2 separate regions of the Zea mays genome follow, and region 1 is linked to region 2. Evidence: chromatin contacts called from public Hi-C data. All regions are on one chromosome and are shown on one strand. Each heading gives the region's core, a stretch centred on a gene start, on an enhancer-like site or on the middle of the called end of the contact. The rest is flanking DNA. Distances are from core to core; before and after follow the strand shown.

Region 1 (3,132 bases), core at 437-2,936, 230 kb after region 2:
TAACATGCAACAGTATCACCAATAGAAAAAAAAATAGCAGCATCATAGGGTTACGCGAGTACATCCTATCATTATAGATTATACTAAACTATTTATAAAAACTTTATTATGGCATACCTTATGAAAAAATCCTAGCTACGCCTTGGTCTCGGTTCGTGAGCCGGACACCACACTACGCCATGTGTGTGTGTTGTATACCTTGCGTAGAAGAGTGGAGTTAGTTCTCATTCACTAATCATACATACACACCAACTTTTAACGCAAACATACTACATAAACACAAGCGTACGTACAATTCAACAAGTCACAACATGCATACGTGTACAGATTATGGATGATACACATGGGTGGCCTCTTCATGCTTTTGGAAAGGCCATGTCGTCCCATAGTATACACACAGCACAAGCAAGCACAAGTGCACTGCACTGCACTGCACAACCTCACACACACAATTCTAACTGCGAGATCGACTGAAAATAACAAACCAAAAGATCGGGGCAACTACTACTACCTGGGATCTCAAGAACATGCATGCATGGTGGTAGCCTAATAACGCTGCTGCCACGCCACTTTATTATCTGTCCTTGATTTAGCTTAATCTCCTGACTAATAACCACAGTTAAAAATCTGCACTTTGTAAGCGCATAGCCCTGTTGTCGCCATCAGGTCCGTCCGTCCGTTACAGCTAGCAGACGGCACGAGCGGGGTAGGGTGGTGGGTGGACGCTGCCATGTGCCATCAGCAGCGCCGGTACTGGCACGACGGCGCAGGAGGAGGAGGAGCGGCGGCGAGCTGCGCGCAGACCTCGGCGAAGGCGGTGAGGATGGCGGCGTGGTGGCGCGGCGCGTTGAGGGCGAGCAGGCGGCGGAGCATGCCGCGGAGGCCGTCCCAGTCGCACAGCCCCGTCTCCAGCACCATCTGCACCATGCTGTCGCGGAAGTCCGCGCGCGGGTCCGACGACTCCTTCTCCACCGCCACGCCCACGCCCACGCCGTCCTCCGCCGCCCTCCTCCTCATCTTCTTCTTCTTATTATTATGGCCGACTGCCGACGGCGCCGCGCGAGCTGGTGACGCCTGCTCCTGCTGCTGCTGCTTGTGGAGCGACGACGACGCTGGGTCTTGGTACTGTTGCATGGGGGCGGTGGGTCCAGCTCCGTACACGACGACGCGCGACGGGTGGCAGTGGTAGTAGTAGCAGCAGTCGGAGGAGGAGTAGGCCGCCGACGACGCCGCGTAGCCGCCCGTGCTGCGCGTGGCGGCCGACGACGAGGAGGAGTACGAGGAGAAGGAAGCCGTGGTAGAGGTGGAGGCGCAGGAGTAATGCTCACCGACGGCGGCGGCGCCGCCACCACTCCTCCTCCTTGTCGTCGTCGTCGCGGCAGCTTTGCTATTACCACCCCCACCCAACAGCTGGCTGCAGGGCTTGAGGAAGGACGGCAGGCGGAGCAGCCTCGACGTCGTCGGGCGGCACCCGCCGCACCCCGCGTCGGCCACCGGGGCGTACCGGCGCCGCCCCACCGGGAACTGCCTCCCGCCGCCTCGCTCTCTCGGTGTTGACGACGACATCGCCGGCGCCCGCCCGTGATGTGCTCTAGCTTCTGTGTGATGTGTCTGCTGGTAATTGCTTGCACGCTGCCCTGGTGCGTGGTGCATGCCTGCTTGCATATAATGCAACTATGCAAGTGTGTGGAATGTGGATGATGTATGACGGAAAGAAGCAGAGGAGGTGTGTGTATATATATATACTAGGTGGATGCCCGTGCGTTGCAACGGAAACATATCGTCAGTACAGGGAATATATTCTGGTGTACAATTTTCACTAAAATTCAAAATCAACGGACGGCTGGAACTGGAAGCCAGGTGTAGAGGACAACAGTGCGCGCCGTGCGCGGATGCCGGACCACAAACTTGCGACATCATATTCAGAAATAGCATCAAATGATATACAGTAGTTGTTATAAACATCCATCCTCAAACTTGCGACAACTTAACAGAAGCGACAAGGGTTTACACGCCTGATAAAATAACATCTCGATCTACATCAAGCCACCACTATTGATTTTATTGGCGGCGTTTATGTACTCGAATGATTTTATTGGTGTTTATGTACTCGAACAAACCAAATGTAGACATCGAACTACAACAAATGAGATAACAAAATTGTCCACCACCATAGCAACGGGTCCAACTGATTACCTCAAGCATACATTACGCATCCAACCCCGATAGCACAGAACCACGATCACCAATTCACCATAGAAGAAACATTTGCACAAGAGACGAACGGCAACGGAGCTGGATGCCTGGACAGCAGAGAACACGGAGGCAACCGCGCCTACAGGATTTGCAGCACCCCGGTCCAGACAGGGTAGATGAAGAGCAGGAGGATGCCAATGGAGTTGGACACGCCATTGCCCTTCCTGAAGGCGTTCCTGAGTCCATAAACACATGAACAAAAGGGATCAAAGACTACTGGTGCCTTCATCTTGACAACGAGCCATAACCCAAGTGGTCTTAAGGAGGCACCGATTTTACTGATTGAAAAGTTTGTAAACTATATGAACATTTTTGAACTAAACACAAAATCACGTCTACTGATAAAGCAACACAATATAAATCTGCTCAAAGGCTGCGAAATGGTGAACTCAAAATGTCAAGGAATCCACCTTCGCAAGCTTGATCTTTTCCTGGAATTCGTGGAGGCGGGTGCTGAGGCAACCGAAGCGGTTGATGTTCTGCTGGTCTTCCAATGTTACCCGCGTCCCGTGTCGTTGCATGCGGAGTGGAACCAATCCCCCAGCCTTCTTATTGCCCGCACACAAACACCCAGCATTCTTATCGCCTGCAGTTACAGATCATAACAAAAATGGCTGTTGCCAATGGAGTAAGACATGTTTGGGTTGGATAAAACAGTCTCATGTCCATTTCAAGCTGCAAGATGAATGCAATAGGCGTATGCAAATTGAAGCAACTCTTCTCATGACAGAGGGTATGCATTCCTAGTTGCAAGAAGAAATGAAAACATTGACACAAGATTTTGACAGATCAACAAACCAAATTTAGCAAATAAAGGAAACTAAAGCTTGAAGATCCTATGTATCTTGATCATCAATTCCTCGCTAAAGCTTTCCA
Region 2 (3,141 bases), core at 335-2,834:
TTGAATGTTTGACGTTGCTACCGTTATAACCTCCACGCCATATATGGTTTTGATAGTAGTGAGATGTGTAGAAACCTAGGAGAACTACATTGAAACTCTATGATTTCATGTGTAGTTCTCCTAGGTTTCTACAAATAGTGTCCCACAACTTTCTCCAAACATTCTAAAATTTTTATCGCAGCCTGTACATATGATATCATGACACGTGGACAAGTTTCAGGATTTTTTGACTTTGTTTGTGTTTTATACAATTTTTAAACATGTGTATGGCAAGTTCACGGCCATGTTTAGTGAGCATGTTGCTCGAAGTTTCCGGTCCGCTCCTGAAATCGGTCGTAACTAATGCTAAGTAACATGAATATTATTTTTGCATGCACGGTTTTCCAAGTTTCGAGTGACCTACAGTTCAAATCTAAATTTTCCGAAGAAATTCAAATAAACGAACTAAATCTACTAACGATTGAAAACTCTGTTAAAATTGTCCACAAATGATACATGTAGGTCTACATAGTGTAGAAACATACCACAAAAATTTCGAGAGACAAAATAAAAAAAATAAAAATATACTTTGCCGAGTGTCCAGGAATGACACTCGGCAAAGTATGCTTTGCCGAGTGCCTACTATGTGGCACTCGGTAGAGAATCTCTTTGCCGAGAGCCAACGGATGACACTCGGCAAAGACTAACGGCCGTCAGCTTTGGGACGGCCGCTGACGGCCGTTTGCCAAGAGCCCACTTTGCCGAGTGTTTGACACTCGGCAAAGTTGTCTTTGCCGAGTGCCGTTCTGTGCCGAGTGTTCAGCGCTCGGCAAAGTTGTCTTTGCCGAGTGCCTAACATTACCGAGTGCGGCACTCGGCAAAGCTTTCTTTGCCGAGTGCCCGACAAAAGGCACTCGGCAAAGAAGCCAACACTCGGCAAAGCCTCGGATTCCGGTAGTGAGATGGTCGTTTATCCAGTAATGTCATCTTCATATGATAGTGATGATGAGGAAGAAAAGGTGTCCGTGCTTGTTATTAGGGATTATCTTACAGCAGCACTGCCGCTATCATCCTCTATACACAGATATGTATTGCTCAGGCTGATCGAAATAATGTACAAATTGATGATGATAGTTGTGATAGTGTAACTCTTCTTTTCTCCTTACAAATTTATATTAACCTGCTGCTGTTAGTTCAAAAAAATTGAGTTAACTTTTTTTCACATATAGTGCTAGTAGGAGCTATAGCTAGCCAGCTTTTACTTGTGGCAGAGCATGTAATATATAACTCTGCGTGACCATCGCCAATTTATTTCCCATGGACAGTAGTAAGACTGTAGCTAGCACTGGTGCCGCGTTGGTCAAAGAGGATCACTGCAAGCTCTGGCCGTTTTGATGTACACCAATTTGTCTCTCACACGCTGCCTACCTTTTTTTTTTCTGGTCGGCCCAACTTCATTCATCTCTCGTTCATTACTGCATATGCATATATGCATTGTCGCTTTCACAGACGATCGACCATTGGATCGGCAGCTGCGCATGCATGCCTGGCCCTAGCAGCTAGCAGCTACCTCTATATAACGGGAGGATCTACTTCTATCTACCCAGCTTCCATCCCAGTCTAATCGTCCTCACCCTAGCAAATCCCAGAGACAGAGACTAGGAACCCACGGCATTTGGCTGCTGATCGATCGAGCTGTGTTTATGTGTGTGAGAGGTTGGCAGGTTGCCTGTTAGCTCATGATAGACTGCTGATTGATCGATGCATATATGATTTGCAGGTAGAAACAACTTCTTAGAACGCATATACGACACACACATATAGCTAGCTGTCGTTCTGCAGTCAGCGCACACACAGCTAAGCTTCCTACCTAGGATTGAGCTAGCTAGGCGTGTTGAATCCATCGTCAGTCGATCGATCCGATCTAGCATTAGCATTAGCATCCTCCATGCCGCAGACACCTTCGACCCGCTGGTGCCCGACGCCGGAGCAGCTGATGATCCTGGAGGAGATGTACCGGAGCGGCGTTAGGACGCCCAACGCGGCGGAGATCCAGCAGATCACGGCGCACCTGGCCTACTACGGCCGCATCGAGGGCAAGAACGTCTTCTACTGGTTCCAAAACCACAAGGCCCGTGAGCGCCAGCGGCTCCGCCGGCGCCTCTGCGCCCGGCACCAGCAGCAGTACGCGCAGCAGCAGCAGCAGGCCACCGCAGCAGCGCCGGCTTCGAGCCCTAACAGCAGCGCCACCCTTCTTGCACCTCCGGCAGCAGGCGGCAGCAGCGCCCCCTGTGTGCATCCGGCGGTGATGCAGCTGCACCATCACCACCACCCGTACGCAACCAGCTTCAGCATGCCCCATCTGGTATAGAATCACTAAATACAGAATCATATTAGTACCAATTTCAGTTAATTTTGTACCTTGTTAGTGCATGCATTCTTGATGTATCTATATATAAATGTGCATGTTCATCACTTGATTATTATTAGGGCTACTTGGGGCAGCAGGCGGCGACTGTTACGCCAGTGCTCAACCCAGCCGCTGCCGGCATGGTGGACCTTGCAGGAGCAGGAGCAGGAAATAGGGCTACTGGTGCAGGCGGTGCCTATGGCGGTGGAGCTGGGTTATACAACAGCTGCAGCAGCAATCAGCTGGAGGTGTGGGACGCCACAGAGGCGATGGATCACTGCAACGCCAGCTGCGGTGCGGCATCAGGCAGCTCTGACGAGGGTGGCGCAGCTCATCTGCAGCTGCCGGCATGCTGCCGCCGCCCTCTCAAGACATTGGACCTCTTCCCCACTAAGAGCACTGGACTCAAGGACGAGTGCAGCAGCTCCAAGTCGTCCTCTTGCTCCACATCCACTAACTAATTTAAGCATCGTCATTATTAAATCGCTTTAGTTTCTACATTGTTGGCTTCTGGTATTTCTTTGATTTGCTAGCTAGTAGATTCGGTCATCGTCTCAAGTGTGTCATTATATCGTTGCGTTGCGTTGTATTGTGTGTTGTTATAACTACGTTTAAGTTTCAGTACTTTATCTCAATTTATCTATATATCTATCTTGGTGACTTGTTTTATCACGCAGGATATTTCTTGGACAAAAAAAAAAACAGCTGAAACCAGTAGGGTACATGTCATGAAAAACAATGAAAGCGTGAAA

What was found. A called contact is a pair of places that touch in the nucleus more often than the background predicts.
Region 1: a contact with region 2 is called in a Hi-C map of ear, with 2.9 times the contacts expected there. The contact joins the promoter of LOC100285077 here to the promoter of LOC542147 in region 2. A contact is called at or near these places in 2 of 25 Hi-C or Micro-C datasets (ear and tassel).

What each region holds. Positions count from the first base shown.
Region 1 is chr4:196,462,692-196,465,823 of Zm-B73-REFERENCE-NAM-5.0, forward strand. LOC100285077 reads right to left here and starts at 1,687. Exons shown (of 1, transcript NM_001165759.1): 1 at 272-1,687. The coding sequence starts at 1,665. The coding sequence ends at 739.
Region 2 is chr4:196,231,990-196,235,130 of Zm-B73-REFERENCE-NAM-5.0, forward strand. LOC542147 (narrow sheath 2) reads left to right here and starts at 1,585. Exons shown (of 2, transcript NM_001111772.1): 1 at 1,585-2,344; 2 at 2,470-3,032. The coding sequence starts at 1,928. The coding sequence ends at 2,850.